2 separate regions of the Pan troglodytes genome follow, and region 2 is linked to region 1. A link is a contact called in public Hi-C data. All regions are on one chromosome and are shown on one strand. Each heading gives the region's core, a stretch centred on a gene start, on an enhancer-like site or on the middle of the called end of the contact. The rest is flanking DNA. Distances are from core to core; before and after follow the strand shown.

Region 1 (5,151 bases), core at 1,003-3,502:
AGTTATATATTGCAGATCTCAGCTACTACAAAAGATTTAGTTCTCCATGTGCCTCCTCAATGCTCAAGGAGGATCACACCTGTGTGGGTAAATTCATGAAATACTGTGAAACAGCCAGGCTCCGTAAGGAAAGTGTGTTACAACAGGAAGTCAGTGAGCAAGGGTAGTCCTCCGCTAGCCACGTCACCTAATGCTCACGCTACCATGGAAACACTTCAAATGTTACAAAGCCCAACCATTTCCAGCACCATATGAGAAATTACAACAGTCCCTAAAGTATTTAAAAAAAAAAAAATCCCAAAAGGTTATGGCCTTTGCTGTTTGACCATAATGCTTGCTGTTTCCATGTACAAGTTGATTTGAATCGGTTTTTCTCCCCTTCCACTGACAGTGAAGTTGTAACTGCGCTGGGTTGAGGTTGCGTCCATGTTACAGAGTTGAGAAGGGGTCAGGTGGTCTGTCTGGTGGATGGTGGGACGCTGCAACTTTTATCCCAGGTACCAGGACTGGAAGACAAAAGGAAAAATACAATTAAAATCACAATTTGTAAAAACGTGTGTTTTAGAAGTTGCCTTTTCAACCACGAAATCAGGATCTACGTTAGGGATGCGGGAGGGATTCGCTGGGAAAAGTAAAGGCACGACAGACAATAAAAAATCCTGTGACACTGAAACTGATCTTACTCTTCTGAAATTATAATTCATTGTCTTCGTTGGGGTTTTCCAACATTCTGAGTGTATCTTACAGAATGAGGTATTTCTGTTCACTTGAAATACAAATAAGGGTTTTGTTAACTGATGGGGGCAGTTATAGGAGGGCAGGAAACTTGACCATCTTGTTTATCATTCAATCCTCAGTGCCTAGCCCAGTGCCTGGAATACAGAACGTTCTTAATGAAGAAGAGTTGAATGAATGGAGAATGGGTGAAGGGAGGGGTTTCATGTGGCAATGAATGGCTACTCTGATGATTTTCAACTTCTCCTTTCAAATGAGGTGCAGGCACTGAAGCCATGATTGTGACACTCTCCTAACAGGCCCAGATGGTCAATAGCGACACAAGAATAAGTGGAGGTAAGGTGGAAAAAGTGCTGGACCCAGTCTTCCTGGGTGATTTTGAGCAAGTCACAGTATTTTTCCTTCCTTACATATGTAGGATTTTATGAGGGAAGATGCTCCTTTCAGCCCAATATATCTAAAATGGTATTTTCAAGCATGAAACATAATAACTAAGCAGGATCAAGATTTTACTCTATTAAGTACCACATTGTCCAAAAGAAAAATGAGGCCACTGCGTACCCTTCATTCATGCTTGCGTCCATGCAGCATTTATTTAGAGCCTTCTGTGTGCCTGCCAGGCCCAGTTACTGGTTACCTTTTCCTTTCGTAAATCCTTAGGTGATTAGCTTTGAGCAATTGTCTGGTCATATATCACTTTATCTGCTGGCATTTCTTTTTCTGTTAGCTAGACAGAATGAGCAATTATGGACTAACATCAGAGTTAGTTTCTCCAGTGAAATAAAAAAGTATGTGGCTTTTGCCGACTTTTCTCTAGAGATACCTTGACAAATTCACTACATTTATCATTATTTACAGAAAAATTACCAAGGCCTAACAAAAACCAATGCTTCTGAATTCTTTAAGTTGACGGTATCAGAAAGGGTTCTGATTGGGTTGCTTCAGGCAAGTGAAGGATCATCCCTGTGGAAGAGATTCCATTAGGTAACGTAAGGACTCATTTGGTCCCCAGGGATGAATGGCTAAGTGATAGCTACATGGAGTTTGGTATAAGATTTCCTAGTCACACAAGCCACCTTTGATTTCCAGAGGAGTTTAAAAAACTTAAGCCCAGACCGAAAAACTACGCATCCTGTAGACTTTCAGATGTTATTCTTTGACCACATGCTTTGAGGAACACAATAAAGCCTCTTGTGTCCTGAAAGGAAATCAGCCTGGCAAATACACATGGCCTAAATCTAGCTGGACAAAAGAAAGAAGAGGGAGAGAGAAAGGAGAGAGAAAGCAAGCCCCAAACCGTGTTTCTAGTAGGCCTCTACCTAACAGCTGACTCTCATCCACGTTAGAGCCGCTTCCTCCCTTCTACAAAACAGGCTCAAACTTTGGGTGCGGGGAATAATGCTTACTATTTCTGTTTTCACACTTTCTAAGTCGGTTGTGAAATTCCAGACTTCTTCAATCTGACACTAAGGTAGTTCTTGAAGCAAAGGCCTGGCACCCAGTGAGTCAGCAGGGGGAGCAGTTCTCCACACCACAGTTTCTGGACGAGACCTCAGGGCACTACAAAAATCTGCAGTGCCTCTGCACTTCTCTTAAAAAGCAAAGCGCAAAAAAAAAAAAAAAAAAAAGTTTCTTCACACATCTTACTATTCAGTATGTGCCTTGCCGACAAGGTTACCCCAGAGCAGCTCTGTAATCCTTCACTGAAATAGGCTTTATTGATTGCTCTGGTCTATTGTTCTCTTTTCAAGTCCCCCAAGTTCAAGTTCATCCTGGTGTTACATCATGTCTGGTTGCTAAGAGCAACCAGACAGACCCAGACGTGACTATCATTAGCAAGAAACCCTCTGCTCTCCTCCCACCAACCTTCCAGTGGTTCTGACGTAGCAGGCCCACTGCAAACACATTGAAGTATTTATTCTGCCTAATTTATGACCTACACAGCAAGCAAGACCCCCACTCCAAAAACCAACACTGTTGTATATTTAATTAATCTGTCTTTCTCTGGCACTTGGGAAAGTTAGACAAAGGACTAATTATTGTGTTTCACTCTCCACACTTTTCTTTTGGGGGGTGGATATTTGCATGGGAAAGAAAACTACCAGGCCCAGCATCAGCCCCCCTCCTCTTTTTCTTTTTGCCCTATTGACATTTCATGAAATACTTTAGCTGCTTAAGGGAATTAGAAAAAAAAAATGCGATGTGAATGTTACTCCTTCTGAGTTGGTATTCAGTAACACAAATCAACTCATGACATGTTTAAATTTAAATGCTAACCACACACTCTCAGAGTTACTTTAAAGGTTAGTTTTTAATCAATAGAAGTTGCTGACTCCAGGTTTTTGAGCTGCGCGCTGCAACTCTTGGGCTTTTGTCTAACGTTAAAGCTTTCAAACTTTTTTTTTCCTTGAGATGATTTTAGCAATGATTTGCAGACACAGAAGGCTATTGTGCTCTGACCAGCAACATGTCAATAGAGGGGCTGAGCTGCCCTGTGGTGGGGTGTCAATATGACTCCTGAAGGCAGAGGTTGGGGGTCTTTAATAACCCGTGAAAAAACCTTAATTAACCCTTTCAGGCCCAAACCAAAACCTATTCTTAAACTTGTTCACTCCTATAATTTGACCATTAGTACTTATTTCAACATCACACTAATCTTCATGACAATTAACCCAGCTACTTGACCAAGGTTTTCCAGAATAGGAAGTTGGTTAGGGGAACCACACAGGGAATTTTTTTTTTTTGAAGTCTCTGATTAAATCATTTATTTGCAGAGATGGCAGATAGTTCTAATAATAATAATAATAATAATAATTCATACATCTCCCTGAATTTTCTCCTAATCAGTTTGTAAAGACACTCATAATCCCATTGGGATGAGTGTGACAGTCACACATGTGTAAGCCAGTCAATTCCTAGAAACTTCCATGAGCTGCTAGTAACACCAGATGGACAATATAATGTTTGTAAAAGCCTACTTTTCTCTTGTGATATTTTCTTATAATTTCTATTATGCAAGCAGTACAAATTTTAGAACATTAATTGAGGAATGATTCTGCATATTTTCTTCTTGGGTCATATAGGAAAAACATAAAAGAAATCTGAGCTTATTCGATTGTTGGGGTTGAGCAGCAAATCACTGGGAAAATGGGAACACATTAAACAAAAACCATCCTCAGACATTTAGTGACATAAGCATAGGTTTCATATGTTTTCTGCCTTCGTACTTTATAGCCCCTTAATCTACCCTACTGTATCCAAATGGACTACAAAGGAATCTCCCTCCCTATGTGCAGTGAGTGGCATTATTACAATGCAATATAAGATGATGTTATCTTGATACATTTACATTAAGTAAACACAGAGCTTTGATCTATTTTTTCCTCAGAAACTTTCAGCTATAGTTGTTGTGGAGGTCCACAAATCCACACCTCCCACCAAGGCTCCAGTTACGTAAAATTAGTCGGTAACATTCACAATGTCTAGAGTTTGGGATGTGCTGAGCGGGACTGGGGAGGGAAGGGGGGTGACTGTCCTCTTTCAATGTTCAAGGTGAAACATCAAAAGAAATCTGCAGTCCAGGACAAGAGCTCAGCTTTCCTTTTCTCCAGTCAAATGAAGAAGTAATCTCATCAGGTTGGAAAAGTGCTGACTAAGGATTTAATAAAGTGCCTGCAGATGTGGCGTCTCTAAGGTATTCAACTCATGTAATGCAAAACAGCTCCACACTGAATGTGCTTATAAAATTTCATTTAACCATTGCAGCACGACTTTTTCCCCTCACAGTTCTCTAAGGAGTTTTATCACACTTGCCGCCCGTTAATTTACAGCTCCATGAAAGTTCGAATCCCATTCCGCTGGGATTCTGGAATACTCACAGTAGTCAGGTTTTATGAACCATAAACAATATCTATCCGACTGCATTCTAAACAGGAAGCCTGAAATGGCAGAAGGTACCTCTGACGGTGCCAATCTCTTCCATTTCGTACGCCTCACAGAGAGCAATCAGAACACAGGGGCCATCTTCCAAAATGTGGTCATGGGGCTGCTGAAGACACAGCTGATGCGGGCCATGGCCTCAACCCCTGCGTTAGCAACAAATGCTCTAATGTGTGCAACAACTTTTTAAAAGGCTTTTTACATCCTCTTTTTACTAAGAGGGCAGGATGCACATTCTAGAGGAAAAAGAAAAATGTCTGAGAAACATTTTTTGTATTTTATATTTTACTTTAACCCCTAAAAGGAGCAGAGAGTGCTGGGGTGGCAGGGGCAGAGGGCAGAGTGGACTGTGATGCAGCAGAATCTGTTTTTCAGATTAAACACTTAAACAAAAGGCCTCAACAAGGGCAAAGTTTAACACTGCGGAAGGAGGTTGTTAATGTGGAATCCAGAACTGGGTGTGACACTTGGCTTTCT
Region 2 (4,656 bases), core at 1,544-4,043, 480 kb after region 1:
GGCTGAGATAAATTAAATAGGTCATATAACTTGTAAGTGATTAAATTGCCATCGAAACATAAATGTGTCTAACTCCAAAGGGAAATAGCAAACAGCTAAAAATGCCCTTTTCATTATATTGTCTGGTCTGTAAAATCAATTTCTTCCTAACTTGCAACAAACCGAATGGGCACCTATATGTCATTGCAGGCAAAACTCTTCGGGTGCCTTGGAACAAAGCCATACACAGCTGAAAACTCATGACTTGTCCCATATTGGGCATGGAAGGGTGGTTTCTCCAGTTTGATAAAATCAGGAGGTCCTCTCTGCAACATGCTTTTGTGATAACATTATGTGGCTTAGCAAGAGTTCTACAAACAGGGCCCCTTTGAAGGGATCTGTCCCTTCTGCTTTTGAAGTAGGGTGACCACAGCCCTCGAGCAGAGACCTTCAGATATCCTCAGGTGGTGGTTTCATCTAGACTAAACTAGTTACAAACCCTTCCACTTATCTAATAGTTTATGCACGGTGCACACATATGTCTTGTTGAATTGAGTAGCACAGCTTTGTGGGATTCACTGGGCAGCACGTGTGATTCCCATTTTATAAATGAGAAAACTGAGACTTAGAAGTTAACTGACATGCTCAAGGTCATAAAGTTAATCTGTGGTTGAGCTAGGACTGGACTTGGTCTGTTTGACTCCTCCTCCCATGTTCTTGACTGAGTCAACACAAAAGCATTCCCTATGTATGAGGCATAGAGACTACAGAGATGTTTTAGGCTGGGCTCCTACACCCAATAACAGCAAATGTCTGGTCTAAATGCTTTACTTAGAGTAACTAATTTAATTCTCATAACAACCCTACGAGGGAGTGCACTTTTTACTCTTGTTTTATGCATGGCAAAATAGAGGTACAAAGCAGTAAAATAGATTTGGGGTTCACATACAGGTGGTCTAGACAGGGAGTACTTTGACTTAGCCACAGCACCCCACTGCCCCTATGCTCAGGGAAGCTACTGGGGAGAGGAGTGAGATGCTGAATAACAAGGAGACCTATGACAGCCTGGTAACAGCAGGTCATGCCTGCTTGGGTTCAAATACTTGGCCCAGTGCTTAAAACTGTTTGGTCTTGGGTAAATTTTTTTTGTGTGTTTATGTGTCAGTTTTTCATCTGTAAAATGAGATTTTGAGATTGCTCACTTCATAGAGAGGTATTATGAGAATGTAATGATTATGTGTGTATGTGTGTGTATGTGCATGCATATGTTCAAGTGTATGTGCGTATGTGTGTAGCTAAGAATAATCTCTGGTCCTCCAGTTAGTATGATTTGAGTGTTTGCTATCATCATCATTGCAAGGCCATGACGTGAACTAATTTCCAGACACATAGCGCAGACAAGAGTCACAGATTCTGAGAAGAGGGAGAATTTATTGTCAGCAGGAATGGTCAGGACAGGCTTCAATGAGGAGGTAAGAAGATGTTAAGTGGATCTCGAAGGATAGAATCACAGAGTTGGGAGTTGAAGAGACTTCAGCATTCATGCAATCATATGAGTTTATCTCATAGAAGAAATCTAGGACCACAAGGGAGAGGTGATCATGCCATGTTTATCCAGCTAGTTGGGGACAGGGCCTTGACTGGAACCCAGGTCTCCTCCAAACCATGCCTGTCTGAATTTTTCTGGGCTAGAAAAATTAGAAACCCTGCATCCCCAGTCAATACTGGTGCTCCCTCTTGTAGTCCTCACTCCAGTCTAAGCACCCTTTACTACCTTTCCTCTGCCATCCCTTTGGGAGAGATGCAAGTGAGCAATGAATTCGACAGTGATAGGAAAGACCTCCTACAGAAGCAAGGGACTTGATAATCTATAAACAGTTCCTGGGTAAAAACCATGAATGTGTACAGAGCACCTACTATCAGGTGCTTACTGAATTTTCTCAATCTCCACCGTAACTGCTATCATTCTTTGTATAGATAAAAAACCAAAAGGCTTAGTTTTGTAGTATCTTAGTTTTGGTAATTTTCCCAAGATCTCACAAAAAGAAAATGTTTGAGCCAGGATCCGAACAATGGTTTATAAGATTCTTCTATCCACCCACCCATCCATCCACCCACCCATCCCTGCACACACCCATCCATGCGCACACTCATCCACCCACCCATCATCCATCTGTCTATCTGTTCATTCATCTTTCCATCCAAGAAACCTTTACTGAGAGTGTGTTCCATGTAAGGCAGTGTGCTTGGTGGTATGGAGCTAAGGAGATACATAGCCCCCTGTCCTCATAGAGCTGAGTGGGGCCTCCTTGAGGGTACTGTTGGGATAGTGTTAGGGAGGAGAGTGATGAGGAAATGGTTTATGTGGAAACTGGGCACTTGGGAAGATCATGACAAGAGGATCAGTGGGTTGCTCCCTGACTCCTGCTTCTAAGGTTGCAGATGAGTGCCCAGCTGGCCAGCTGGCCACTGGCATAGTCTGCCTCTTTGTGTAAAAACTAGTGGAATCACATATGTGCTGCTCCCAGATGCAGTCTCGGCACCAACACCTTCCAAGCAGGAGGTTCTGTCATGGTGCTGCCTGCCAAGCCTTGTCCAGAGGACTGAGGCCACTTGGCCAGTTGCACTGGGCCCTGTGCCTGTGCAGAGACTGTCTCACCACAGCGGCTGGGGGCGGCAGGGAAGGGCAAGAGCTTCTTTTGTGTGTGTGTGTGTGTGTGTGTGTGTGTGTGTGTGTGTGTTTAAGCTGGAAAGAAGCCCTTTTTCACTGCGCTCTGTACTTGAGATATTTCACTGAGTGGGAGACAAAGAGGCTTTGTGTGCTCTTCAAAGTGCTCTCTGCTGACTGTGATACACATCCAGGAAAAACCCAGACCAAAGCCATGAAGTCACCCCAAGTTCAAACCCAAAATGCAATTTGCAGTGGTTAGAAATGACAAAGGATGGGTGGTAGGATCCAGAGAAAAAAACAGTGAAACCCGATGGACCTTAAATAGATCTGAGGGCACTGATTTGATTATTTTGGGTGAAATCTTTTAAGAAAATCTTGTCAGATTCTTCACAGAAAATTTGGTAAAGCCTATATTTCATCGCCGGTCTAGCAAAGGTAAGACCCACGTTAATTTTCTTGGAATATCACTGTTGTTTTTATTCTTAGGGTATATGTTAGGGAGAAGAGCAGGGAGGTAGTTTGTCAGATGTTGTTCTTTCCTTGTTAAGCTTCACCTGTTCTTAAGAGCAACTTGCACTTTGTCAGCCACAGAATAGTGCCTGCCGTTCAGGCCAGTGTTTTAGATATAATTGAATTGCTGGGATGCATTAAACATCATAGGATTTTTAGCGGAGAAATAATTTAATGATGTGGCCTTTAGGATTGTTAATTAGCACTGTCTGTATGAACATGTAACAATAACACCACCTACCGTAAAAGCGAATGTTCTACACTTCAGAACACTCATTTCTTTAGGGCTTCCCGCAGAGAAGCAGTCATTAACTCTTTTTTTGACAAATGCTTTTAGACATGCTCTGTAGGGCCGTGAATTCACCCTTCCCTCCAATCCTGAATCCTTCTCTGCATTTATCCACAAGGCAAGCTGGCAAACAGGGAAACAAGGAGAACCGTGTGCTCAGCCCTCCAGAGTGGCACGGATTATGAGGAGGTGATGGTCCTTCCCTGCCAAGATCCTGAGACACTGTCACTCCAGAATCCAAAAAGAGATTCAGGCAAGGATGTGGGAAAGTTGGAACCCTGCATGCTGTTGGTGGGAATGCCAAATGGTGCAGCTGCTATGGAAAACAGTATGGAGGTTCCTCAAAAAATTAAAAATAGAATTACCATATGATCCAGCAGTCCCACAGGGTATTTATCCAAAAGAATTGAAATGAGGATCTTGAAGAGATATTAGTACTCCCGTGTTCATTGCAGCACTATTCACAATAGCCAAGATGTAGAAATGAACTAATATCCAACAACAGATCAATGGATAAAGAAAATGTGGAACAGACACACACACACACACACACACATCCCAGAATATTACTTAGCCTTAAAAAAGAAACTCTAAAATATGTGACAACATGGATGAATCTTGAGGACATTAAACTAAATGAAATAAACCAGTCAGAGAAAGATGAAACTGCATGAGTCCACTTATGTGAGGTATCTAAAATTGCCAAATTCGTAGAATCAAAGAGTGCAATGGTGGTTGCCAGGAGCTAGGTGGAGTGGGAAATGAACAGTTGTTAATCAATGGGCATGCAGTTTTAGTTAAGCAAGATGAGTGAGTTCTAGAGATCTGCTGTACAACGCTTTACCTATCGTCAATAATACTGTATTGTGTGCTTAAAATTTTGCTAAGAAGGTGGCCCTCATGTTACGTGTTCTTACAAAGTTAAAAAGGAAAAAAGTAATGGGATTGGCTCACTGGAGGAGAAGCTGTTGGCTTGCATCCTGCCTGCCCTGATGAAGGGAATGGTCAGGGACTTGTTTCTCTGCTGGAGTTTAGGCGGGTCTGTCTGAGCCATGGGTCTGGAGGAGGCCTGCATAGGCAGCATGCCATAGGTTTCTCTGGCTTCCTGAGAACAGAGCCTGATAATGATGGAGAAATGAGAGCTTCCCACTCCTTCTTCTGTTTACATTAGAACAGCCAAGTGTTTCTTCAACCATCCACCATTCCC

Evidence for each region. Hi-C and Micro-C count contacts between places; a contact is called where the count stands out from the background.
Region 2: a Hi-C map of stem cell-derived neural progenitor cells shows a contact between it and region 1, with 4 times the contacts expected there. The contact joins two enhancer-like sites. A contact is called at or near these places in 2 of 7 Hi-C or Micro-C datasets (blood and stem cell-derived neural progenitor cells) and 1 of 1 other capture datasets (stem cell-derived neural stem cells).

What each region holds. Positions count from the first base shown.
Region 1 is chr1:169,548,474-169,553,624 of NHGRI_mPanTro3-v2.0_pri, forward strand. It overlaps NFIA (nuclear factor I A), which reads right to left. Exons shown (of 11, transcript XM_001157327.8): 11 at 1-506. The coding sequence ends at 489. Among named protein-coding and RNA genes, the nearest start is that of TM2D1, 280 kb to the left of the region's middle. Within about 2 kb of position 2,253, at least 12 of the 24 cell types and tissues checked have an H3K27ac peak or open chromatin away from gene starts, as enhancers often do. A contact at or near this core is called in stem cell-derived neural progenitor cells, where this site is marked.
Region 2 is chr1:170,031,623-170,036,278 of NHGRI_mPanTro3-v2.0_pri, forward strand. The region is part of intron 1 of LOC129143807 (a long non-coding RNA gene); the gene reads left to right. Among named protein-coding and RNA genes, the nearest start is that of NFIA, 110 kb to the left of the region's middle. Within about 2 kb of position 2,794, at least 14 of the 24 cell types and tissues checked have an H3K27ac peak or open chromatin away from gene starts, as enhancers often do. A contact at or near this core is called in stem cell-derived neural progenitor cells, where this site is marked.